4 separate regions of the Mus musculus genome follow, and regions 1, 2 and 3 are each linked to region 4. Evidence: chromatin contacts called from public promoter capture Hi-C data. All regions are on one chromosome and are shown on one strand. Each heading gives the region's core, a stretch centred on a gene start, on an enhancer-like site or on the middle of the called end of the contact. The rest is flanking DNA. Distances are from core to core; before and after follow the strand shown.

Evidence for each region. Promoter capture Hi-C pulls out the DNA fragments that hold promoters and counts their contacts.
Region 1: a promoter capture Hi-C map of the 3T3-L1 cell line shows a contact between it and region 4, with 2.6 times the contacts expected there. The contact joins the enhancer-like site here to the promoter of Il7r in region 4. A contact is called at or near these places in 3 of 39 promoter capture datasets (the 3T3-L1 cell line, hippocampal neurons and pre-B cells) and 2 of 115 datasets of contacts at active chromatin or transcription factors (bone marrow-derived dendritic cells and large pre-B cells).
Region 2: a contact with region 4 is called in a promoter capture Hi-C map of hippocampal neurons, with 2.8 times the contacts expected there. The contact joins the promoter of Rai14 here to the promoter of Il7r in region 4. A contact is called at or near these places in 2 of 39 promoter capture datasets (hippocampal neurons and pre-B cells) and 1 of 115 datasets of contacts at active chromatin or transcription factors (bone marrow-derived dendritic cells).
Region 3: a contact with region 4 is called in a promoter capture Hi-C map of the C10 cell line, with 5 times the contacts expected there. The contact joins the enhancer-like site here to the promoter of Il7r in region 4. A contact is called at or near these places in 4 of 39 promoter capture datasets (the C10 cell line, embryonic stem cells, hippocampal neurons and 1 more) and 2 of 115 datasets of contacts at active chromatin or transcription factors (bone marrow-derived dendritic cells and large pre-B cells).

The regions. Positions count from the first base shown.
Region 1 is chr15:10,914,994-10,917,693 of GRCm38.p6, forward strand. It overlaps the pseudogene Gm29742. Among named protein-coding and RNA genes, the nearest start is that of C1qtnf3, 36 kb to the right of the region's middle. Within about 2 kb of position 1,373, at least 9 of the 459 cell types and tissues checked have an H3K27ac peak or open chromatin away from gene starts, as enhancers often do.
Region 2 is chr15:10,713,264-10,715,963 of GRCm38.p6, forward strand. It overlaps Rai14 (retinoic acid induced 14), which reads right to left and starts at 1,368. Exons shown (of 18, transcript NM_001166408.1): 1 at 1,260-1,368. 4930556M19Rik (RIKEN cDNA 4930556M19 gene) reads left to right here and starts at 1,573. Exons shown (of 7, transcript NR_045063.1): 1 at 1,573-1,717.
Region 3 is chr15:10,867,804-10,870,503 of GRCm38.p6, forward strand. No RefSeq gene overlaps it. Among named protein-coding and RNA genes, the nearest start is that of Gm19276, 40 kb to the left of the region's middle. Within about 2 kb of position 1,253, at least 43 of the 459 cell types and tissues checked have an H3K27ac peak or open chromatin away from gene starts, as enhancers often do.
Region 4 is chr15:9,528,454-9,531,153 of GRCm38.p6, forward strand. Il7r (interleukin 7 receptor) reads right to left here and starts at 1,423. Exons shown (of 8, transcript NM_008372.4): 1 at 1,208-1,423. The coding sequence starts at 1,289.

The DNA.
Region 1 (2,700 bases), core at 123-2,622, 1.4 Mb after region 4:
AAAGAGGAAACAACTCTCTAGATGGTGGACACCATACAGGAGGAGCTGCAGTGGGCAAGTAAGCTTCCTGGAGACAGCCCACTTCTTTGCATGGCTGCAATAAATGTATTCTGAAAAGGCACAGCCCCAGGGATTTCATCCCAGGATTGCTTCTTGCTGTTGATGTGCCTTCTCATACTTGTCCTGGCTGAATTCCTCATTTTTCTGACATGGTGTGATTAGGCAAAAAAAGACCCTTTCTGCCTATAGTTTGTCATAATTGCTTCCTGGATGTTAGCCGATTCTGTTGGGCAAATTTCCTTTAGATCAACATGAAGATGAACTTTCATGAAATGATGCTGTTTAGATGAATTGATGGTTTTATAATTCCTGGTAATGATTTTACAGAATACCTGATTTGATTCAAATAAGATTAAGAAGTTAAGAATTTAAGATAGTTGATAGAAAGTTTAAAGTTAGAATAAAAAATTATAATGTTTCTCTTCCTGCGAAATAATAAAGGTTGCCTAGGTTGGGAAAGGAGTACAGTAAGCTGTCTTGTGTTACAAGGATGTAAATTGCACTAGGAAGAAAAATAGAATTGGAAAAAAAATAAATGATTGAGGAAAACATTCATTCTAGGTTAGGTCCAGATGAGGCCACAGACCTTGGTGTACACCATGGTAAGGCCATGAACAGGGAGTGGGTAATTCTATTATGAATGGAAGAATAGAAAATGGATGATTAGCTAGACTTCAAAAATAAGACATAAGACAAGTGGCATGTTTCTTGGCAAAAGCTTTGTTTAAAATAATATTGCTTTGAACTTGTACTGAACATGTGGAATAAAAGGCAGATAAAACTGCTGCTTTGAACTTATAATGAACTTGTAGAATAAGAGATGGATGAAAATATCTAGTTAGGTATACATATTAGTAGAAAAACATGTAATCAATAATCCTGCTGTAACTCCCTCTTGTGTAACAATTTTATCTGTTTTTTAATGAGATGACTTTTCTTATGTAGAGAACTGACTTAGGGGGCAGAAAAAGGCTAAGAGAAAAAATTAAGTTGTTAGAGCTTTTTTGCTGGAGTTTTGCTCTATCCACCAACTCTGTATACATAGATGTATGTAAAATAGATAGGGATTTTTTTTTACCAATGTGTAAATGTATGTCTATCTGCCTGCCTATCTGTCTGTCTGTCTGTCTGTCTGTCTACATGTGTATGTGTGAAGTTGTTGGCACTTACTTGTTGGCACCTGATTTGCTTCATCCACTAAGTTTGTATGTATGAGTGTGTGAATTTTCTCTTTTCTTTCTTTCTCACCAGCCCTCAAAGGGTTTAGAGTTCAGAGTTTCTTGCTAGTCACAGAGAGTGCTGACCCTATAAATTGCCTCCTGTCATCAGCACGGGGTTCATTGGTTAATGTCAGCACCAGCCCCAATCGCTGACTCTACACTTGGTTTTCTTCACTTTAACATTCAGTGTCAGAGCTGGCCTTTAACACTTAGTGGTCCTAGGGAAGGCAGATGTATGGTGCCAAAGAGCCCTCAGTGGCTGGAAGAACCCCAAAGTTTGGTATACTGCCTTCTCCCATGGTGCAGTGGAAGAGGAGCTGCCCCAAGAATGATTTTTGAGGTTTAATTTTCCATGGATATTGAATAAACAGAATAAATTGATTTGTAGAAAATGAGGGCATTAGTATTTCTCATACCCAGAGTTTAGGGACAGAGGCTTATTTCTATTGTTACATTTCCCCTGGCAATTTGGAATGAGGGCTTGGAGACTAAAGTTCAAGAACCTACTTCAAAATCAGGAGATGGAAGGATTTGTTCTTGGCAGAATACCAAGACAAAAGTTCTGTGTCCTCCAAAACAGATGGTTGGCTATGAAGGGGAATCTGCTGAACCAGGGGAGGCCACCAGGAAAGGAATGCAGTAGATTAAGTCTTTGTTCTTTGTCTAAGAATTCTGTGTAATAGCTAAAATTGAGATGTTGGAGGACACCAGAGAGAAAGGGTTGAACTCTCAGGATTAATATTCATTTCATAACGATTCTTACCTGGAAATTACAGGCATGGGATTGAGTAGTTGCTTAATATTGTGATGACTCGAGGGCTTTGTATTTCTTGACACCTCATAGTGCTACTGATCTTTGTCTAATAGCTTTTGAGCTCTTGTGGGACTAAGAGACAATACAATTGCAACATTCCTCCATTGTTCCAGGTCAGAAAGCCTAGCTCTTACTTTTCACCTCATTTATGTACGGTAGAATCCTACTCATCTGCGCTAGATTATGGACTATAACCATAACTGAAATGGTGGCATTTATTATGCAGCTGTGAATTATCGTGTTAAGTTGTTACCTTCAGGATGTCTTAAATTCTTTCTTGAGCTTGCCTTCTAGCTGGAGTCCAGGCTGTGCCCAGCCTAAGGCCAACATGAGGTCCTGGCAGCAATGCCAGGGCTGGGTGGAACACTTACATGGACAGTCTCTTGGCAGACCTTTAGCCATCGTTGGCTACAAGGACTCACCTTCGATCTGGGCTGCTGTCCCCAGGAAGACTTTCATTAGCATTAAGCCAGTTGAGGTTGGTGTTTTGGTAGGCAATGGCCAGTCAAGATTTTTCATAAATGGGCTGACACCTGGGGCCCAGAAATGTTCTGTGATGTGGTATTCACTGCTGCAGGATGGGAAATTTAAAAAGGATCTTTGTAC
Region 2 (2,700 bases), core at 118-2,617, 1.2 Mb after region 4:
TTTTTTCCAATTCCGTTCAAACCCATAGGAGATGCAAGTTCTCGCTAAAAGAGCAAACGCTAGATCCGCTAAAGGGACAAACCTTGTTCTTCTCTAGGCCAGCCTTCACAACCTTGAGATCTCATACCCCAGACAATAAGCAGTCTTCTAGTCCCAGGCAGCTCTGCTCTGCGCTATTCTTCCTAAAGCCGATAGCATTCAAATCACCAGAGTTCAGAGTGAAGGGAAGGAGCAGGTACGAAGTGAGTGGCCTTGCATCTGCATACTTGGTAACGACGTAAAGTTGAGCTGAGCTGGGCTCCTTAGAAAAGAAAGCCTGGCTTTATATAAAGCTCAGGCCTCTGTGAGGTCACCCCTGCCTCTTTAAGTCACAGTGGGCTCCATCTGCTTTAATCTCCCCATCTGTTGCCTTTCCATACTTAACCCCCCTCCACCAAAGGAAATGTGAAATCCAAAATGAAAAACTACTGGAAACTGCAGAACCTAAACTGGCGACACAAACTGGCCCAAGACAGTAGGCGAGAGTTGAAAGAAGGATGGATGCTTGCCCTCCCGGACGGGTCGCGAAGGATGCCGACCTAAGCCCAGCAGCTTGGAATGTTTCCCAACTCCAGCATCCTCCTCCCTGCCCTCCTAGGAGCTGTGGTGGGGGAAAATGACAAGGAGAGTTGGGGGTAAGGGGTAGTGGCAGGCCCAGGGTGGTCTCGCCTGCGCCCTCCAGACAGCTCACCAGCTCCCTTGAGTCCGTAAAGGAACAATAGCGGACTGTGGGTCTCCAGAGCCACCGGGCGTCTCTCGCTCCCACCTCCCGTCTCCGGCTTTTCCAAGTTCAGTCAAGAGGTGGGTCGAGCCAGGGAGCAAGGACTGGGGCACCGGACCCGGGGCAGGGCACGAAAGTGGGACGGGCTGCCCCGGGGGCGCAGCCACAGCGTCCTCTCGGGTCCGGTCATTCATTCCCACCCGCGCTCCCTCCGCAGACACCCCGCGCCACTGTCCCGCACCAGACCGCCAGAGGAGGCGAACCCCCTTTCCAAACTAGGTCGCACCTCTCTCTCTTTCTGCCAGATCCCCACTATCCTCCCGTTCCTCCACCCCACCCCCCCTTCCAACTGTCTTCCGTGGTCAGTGAGCGGCCAAAGCTCTGTCCAGACCAAAACTCCCGCCCGCTCCTCTCGGCGCCCGGAGCTCTGCGCAGCCCCAGACACAAAGGCGGGGACCGAGTCCAGAGCCCGCACCCCAGCCTCGCCGCCGCCACTCACCCCATCCAAGCGGCGGCCTCAGCTCCTGGCCCCGCTGGCCGTCCCGCCCGCCGCTTCCCCAGGAAAGTGCGGCTGCCGGGCTCGCTTCCTGCTCGGCTTCCTGCGCTGGGTCCCTCCTCCTCCTCCTCCTCCTCCTCCTCCTCCTTCTCCTCCTCCTCCCGACGCGGGGTCAGTGGGCGCTCAGCTCCGGGGCTCCGCCGGCAGGGCGGGGGCAACGGCAGCACCACCACGTGGCCGCCGGGCGCCGGCCCCCGACCTGGATCCCGTGGGCTCCAGGAGGGAGTTGCTAGCCACTCCCACTCCGCGCGGCCCCAAATTCCGGGAGTCAGGTGACCTGGCCCCGGAGCTGCTCCCTGGACCTGCGGGAGGTGCTCTGCGACCGCCCACGCCCCGGCCCGCGGCGCGTCCCGGACGTCCACGCTTGCGTTTCTGCGGATCGTGGGAATCCTTCTGCGTGGGTCTGTCTCACACCTTAACTTGAAGTTAGTGAGATCCGCGGTATGCGGGTTCCACCGCTGGGGTAGGATAAGGGCTCGGAAAAAGTACTTGTTTCTGGTCAGTTTCCAAAGTTATCTGTAGTCTTAGGAAAAGCCGAGTCACCGACCCAAGCCCCCTCTGAACCAGACTGAGATCGGTTCCATTTCCAGTGTGAACGAAAAGAAAGTAAACCAGAATGTACTTACATTTTCTGGGCTAAACCAGTTGGTTGGAGCGACTGTTTCCTAACACTCCTCAGGTGTAAGACAAAACTTAGTTGTGTTCTGCTCAGGGCTTGGGAGACTATCTACAGCCTGGACTGGCCGGCTAGATAGGGGCAGGAGCGCCCTCAGCGGGGTGTCTTGAGTTTGGAAGTCCTGAGATCCGGTAAAGCTTCCCTCCCCCAGACCACCAGGACCGGACCTCTGAACCGAATCGACCCTTCCATTAATTCTGAGGGTTTGAAATCTCACTATTATTCCCCTAATTTAAGCAGGGATTTTAGTCCCACTAGCCAGCTAGATCGTAAAAAGTTTGACTCACCAAAGCTCCATGGGACTCCTGGTTGGTGTTGTGTCTTTCGCACAGAAAGGTTTCTAGAGTAAGCAGATCCTAGCTATTTTTGCTAGGATCGCCTGTAAGTCCACTGAAGTAAGGAGGAAAAACAACCAGTTCCAACAGAAGTGAGAGTCACCCTAACAGCAATCAGTGTACAGTATCTTGACTTTGTGTGTTACCATCGGATCGGGTGGTTTGTTTTTTTTTGTTTGTTTGTTTTTTTTTACCCCACCCCTTCACTCCTTTCCCTAAGAGAACACCTTGCCTTAGCTTTCACAAGCGAACTTGCCAACTAGAAAACAAAAGCTTCATCTTTAGCTCAATAGTCTTTACTTCCTAAGTACCATACATCAAAAAGAATCCCTGGGGGGGGGGGGCGGGGCAGGGGAGTGGGAGTGGGGAGCCA
Region 3 (2,700 bases), core at 3-2,502, 1.3 Mb after region 4:
CGAGAGATCGTGCCTCCGCAAAACGGAACCCTATGGAGCACAACCTATGGAGCACACGCGAGGGCAAGTTCAGGCCTTTACAACTCTACCTATGCACAAGCACATACACACGGGCACATATTGTAAACACAGACACGTAAAAAGAGAAAGAAGTTGGGCCAGGGTCCCCATGAGGGTTCTGTGTCAACACATGAGTGCTAACAGCAAAACCAGGGCGGGGCCAGTAAAACAGGAAACGGAAGCTAGAAGCCTTTAAAACTAGAGATGGGAGAAGATTGAATCCTGAGGTGTTAGAGAGGCCAAAGACCTACCCCATCTCTAGGAGAAACAATGGGGACGCAGCAAAGAAAGGCACTGAACTATGTGGGAAGTCAGAGCCAGTCAGTTCTGTTGGATCATGGGCTGATTCCGAAGGACCAGTCCCTGGCAGCCCCAAATCCTTCTTCACTTTGGGAAATTCTTAAGTTCTGGGCTCTGGCCCAACAGCAGTCGGAGGCTCGGAGTTCTGAGGTTGCTGTGAGACACCCACGCCCACTTCTCTCCTCTTCACCCTCCAGCCATTTTTGTTCTTTATGCCTCTATGAACGTTAAGCAAAGAGAAGAACGATGTGGTCAAGGTGATATGTATGTTTCCTGGGCTACTCTGACAAAAGAAGGGAACTGTACTGTGTTAAACTGTGGGACCTGAAGTGCAAGGGCTCCCAGACAGGACTCATTCCTCCTTCCAGCTCCTAGTGATCCTTTGTAATTCACTGACATTCCCTCTCCTGAAAATGTATCGCCCTGTTTCTTGCCTGCATTTCCACATCGCAGTCTCCCTCTGTGCGTCTGCCTCTGTGTCCAACTTTCTGACTTGCATAAAGGTTCAGCCACGCACATGTACTTAATCAAGATCTGCACTAATGACTTCATCTTAACTTAATAATCTACAACAACCTATATCCAGCTGAGGTCACATTCTGAAGTATGGGGGTGGGGGAGGGGAGGATTTCAGAATGATGTCATCCAACCCATAACACTCTCCTGGCTTCTCTGAAAGCTCTTCGGGCTGAGGTGGGGAGAGGGAGCTGCAGACCGAGAGGGAACGCACACCAGAACCGCACAGCATCTGCTTCTTCACAGTAACTAAATAGATTGCTAGGTTGAGTCTTTGGTTTTATTTTATATGTGTGGGGTTTTGTCAGCAGGTCTGTGCAGTAGATACATTCAGTGCTTGCAGAGGCCAGAAGGGGGCAGACAGGATCCATAAAGAAACTGTCAGGTAAAGAGTCTTTTCTCATGTACTTGTTTGGAAGGATCTAGTCCAGATGACCTGATGTCCCCAAGGTGTGAGACCAAAGACTGGGATTGGGAGACATTGCTGGTAGTGGAGGGTGCTGGGTCAGACCCTCAAACTCTGCCAGCTGGCTAGCTGTTTACTTCACCTGCAGTGATAGACGGCTCTCAGTCTCAGACTGCCTTGCATCAGTTCTTCCCCAGTCTAGAGACAAGAGGTGCCTTGTGGGAAGCAAGGCCATGACCCAAGCTCGACCTCACACGCGGTTTCTTTCTCGTTGCCCAATTCTCTCGCCCCCGGACAGTTTCGTACTCAGAGGAACAACAGCTCCAGTCTGGGCAGGGTAGTGAGCTCACTGCCTGCTATCACCACCACCTTCTTTGTACAACAACCAGGCCAGCTAACGGTCAAGAAATGGTCCTGTCAATCACCACGAGAGCTCTTTACTGCTTTCAGTGTCCAGGGAGAATACTGGAGGCTCTCCCTCCCACAGCCAGCCCAGTCCAAGTTTCTGCATTAGTCCCTCCTTGTTTATTACCTGCCAGGCTTACTTAGAGCAGCAACGTGATCAGAATGGTCTGGCACATGTATTTATAAAACATAAGTGGTCACAGGAAAGCTGCGTTTAATAAGTAAAGCGAACCAATCAGAAGGGGACAGCGAAGGCTCTCCATTTTACCATATCCAACAACTAAAAGCACAGTAAGAAAGTTCAGTTAAATTCGAACATCAGAGAAATGATAACTAATCCTTTAGTATAAGTGAATCCTGGGCAATGTTTGAGATGCACTCACACTAAACATTATTTATTCTGTCTCTTTATCGGCAACACCAACTTAACCGTACTGTACTGTGGTTTCTCCCGCCTGCGGCGGTTCACGGTCAAGATCTCCAACGCCTTGACTCTTGACTGCTGGGGAGGAAATCTGGGACGTCTCCAATCCTGACGTCAGCAGCCCTTCATTGTGGTAGCTTTCGTCACAAGTGCTGCTCCAGGGCCCCCAGGAGCTGCCTGGAAGGCTCACAATGCCTGCGCCTGGGAAGTCCCGGAAACAGGATGTGCATGGGATTAAGTGTTTGCAGATAATCCTGATTGATTCCTCGGGCTCTGATAGGATTTGTCCAGGATTCCCTGCTCTGTTAATGAGAAGTGAATGTTTAGGTGACATCAATCATGTTAGTGTCCATTAGGTGGAAAATTAGTTAAGGGTCATTTCAGTTACCAGTTCTAAGACACTCTCTCTCTCTCTCTCTCTCTCTCTCTCTCTCTCTCTCTCACACACACACACACACACACACACACACACACACACACACACACAATGCTTTCCTATTATCATCCCCAAATCACGCACTCTGGTTCTCTATGGCTATAAAAACAATACTTGAGTATTGTTGGAAACTTGGGAAGCATACAAGAAAAT
Region 4 (2,700 bases), core at 173-2,672:
AACATGCAAGGGTTTTCCATCCTTGCTGATTACAAAGTAAAGTCACACAAATATCTAAGCTTAGGATGCACAACTAAAGGCATTTGACTGAAGAGCTAAACTACAGAGCTAGGCTGATGTGTATTGATACTGTGCATAAAGAAAATACAGATGTATTTGATACAAGCTTATGCAATGTAGCTTTAACTGGTCTGGAACAAAGATGATTTTTCTGTCTCAGCCTCTTAGGCTTCAGGACTACAGGGATGTACTACTGCACCCAGTTTAGGAATGCACATATAGGCCAGCCATGGTGGTGTCTGCCTTTAATCCTAGCACTCAGGAACCAGAGGCAGGATGCACACACACACACACACACACACACACACACACGCACATACACAAAGACACACACACACACATTCCCCTTTTAATGGTGTGTGTGTGTGTGTGTGTGTGTGTGTGTATGAAAACAGTTTAATTAATTTGTAGAAACAAATTGGAGATTCACATTCCATGTAGCTGCTGTGTCTGCCAGAGACGTTTGAGTACAGTCCTGTAATTAAAATGCCTATTTTTAAGAAGTCAAGGTCTAAGTATTTTATGGATTCTGAGGAGAATTATGATGACCATATAATGGATTCTCTGAATATAAAAGCAACCCTGTGTATTTCAAAGAAGACACCTTCCTTAGCATACTACTGAATTATTCATCAGCAATCTAACATGAATCTGCCAAAGCTAAAGTATGTTGAAGAAATACATTATAGAGTAACTTCTAAACTCTAGACACTAGAAATACAGTTTTGGTGAATACACAAACCTCTCGTTTCTGGCCATTAATTTATCATGGGTATCTAGGGTTTTAGAACTCCATAAACAGTCAAAACAACAATGGCTTGATTTTTCAGTCTAATACAGTTTTGGAAGCGATCATCCAAAAAGCTCCAACAAAGAACTGATATGAGGTTTCTTTTTTGAAATTACCAGCATACATCCACATTTATGAGCCAGAATTTGAATGAAACTCAATGCTTCTTGACAGTTCTTGAGAGTTACAAGCCATTTGCAGTATTGTCATCATTCCCTCTGTCCTGGTGATTAATACCCACAAAACAACCTAATTAGTGCTAAATTCTTGCTTGCCCTGTTAGAGAACTGTGTAACTTGATCATATATGCTACAGGTAATCTGAAATCCTTTAAAAAAGGAGTTAGAAATGACTCACCATCCTGGGCATTTCCACTTTCTCCAGAAACAGCTTGAATTAAGCAGAAAACTATAGCGAAAGCTCTACCCAGAGCCATCATTCTGAGAGAGAGAGAGAGAGAGAGAGAGAGAGAGAGAGAGAGAGAGAAAGAATAGAGAAGAAGCACGCTTGTATGTGCAAGTGAATGAGAGAGAGGGAGACCCAAACCAGCTCTGTGCCTGCTAAACCACAGACAGGGAACTATGAACATCACAGAAGAAGGCAAGTGCCAGAAACAGGAAGTCTGAGCAAAAGGATTGCTGCTGTAAGCAGAGGTAGAGAAAACGGAGAGGTAGAGTGTGACTTTTTTTTTTCCTGCATCTTGGTATTCCCTGAAGCTCCTGAACTTAACTGCTTACTTTTGAGCAAGGTGGTAGACTTCAAGTGATGCTTCAGATGATCTCAGGGTCCAATGTAACAGGATCACAAGGCCAAAATCCACACTTACGATGCTCCTCAGTTGGTTGGGGATGCTCTTGTTTTAGGAATAATGATGCTAGGATAGAGTTGTCCCACTTAGGGCTGAACCCTCAATGGTCACGCCCAGTTCTCTGCTCTCTGAGAGAGAAGTGAGAAAAGAGCTTCTCTAATGAGAGGCAAGGCTGCACTATTCTATGGGTATAAGGACAAATGTCTAGAAGACAGTTTGATACTCTGTCTTTTAAACAAACAATAGTCCTGTGTTTTCCCCTATGCTCTAAGACCTCCCTGGCACGGGTTCGTGGTCAGATTTATAGTACCAGCCATGAAACACTCCCCTCAAGAACTCAGGGAACACCATGGAGGAGAGAAGGAAAGATCAGAAGAGGCAGGAGCCAAAGAGAAATACAGTGAAATTATCTATTATAAAAATAATAGGATCTTTGTGTTCATAATTTCACAGAAGCTATGGTTGTGACACAAGACTGGCATGAGATCACACCAATCCACATTCCAATATGGACAGAGCAGGTGTTCAAGAGGCCACATCCCTAGCTGAGGCCCTCCTGGCAGGTTGACAAATACCAGGCGATTAAGAGTTAGTTTTCTTTAAAAGTGTGTCCCATGGTAGGTTGCTCAAGCTCTAGTGGGCAGTTATACACTCATGAGCACAAGAGCTGAACTAAGTAGGTTCTGTGGATCCTTTTCTTAAATCATTTTAAGAATTGATTAAGTTATTTATTTATCCTAAATTCTGACTGCAGCGCCCCCCCCCCCATCCTTTGCTCCCAATCCCTCTTTCTCCCTTCCCTCCAACCTTCTCTAACATTCTTCCATTTCTCCACAGAAAAGGGGAGGCCTCCCTTGGATATCAACCAGCCTTGACATATCAAGCTGCAGTAAGACTAGGCACATCTTCTTCTCTCGAGACTAGAAAAGGCAGCCCAGTTAGCAGAAAGGCTTCCAAAGGCAGGCAATGTAGTCAGAGACAGCCCTGGCTTCGGTTTTAGGAGTCCCACATGAAGACCCAGCTGCACAACTGTTACATATGT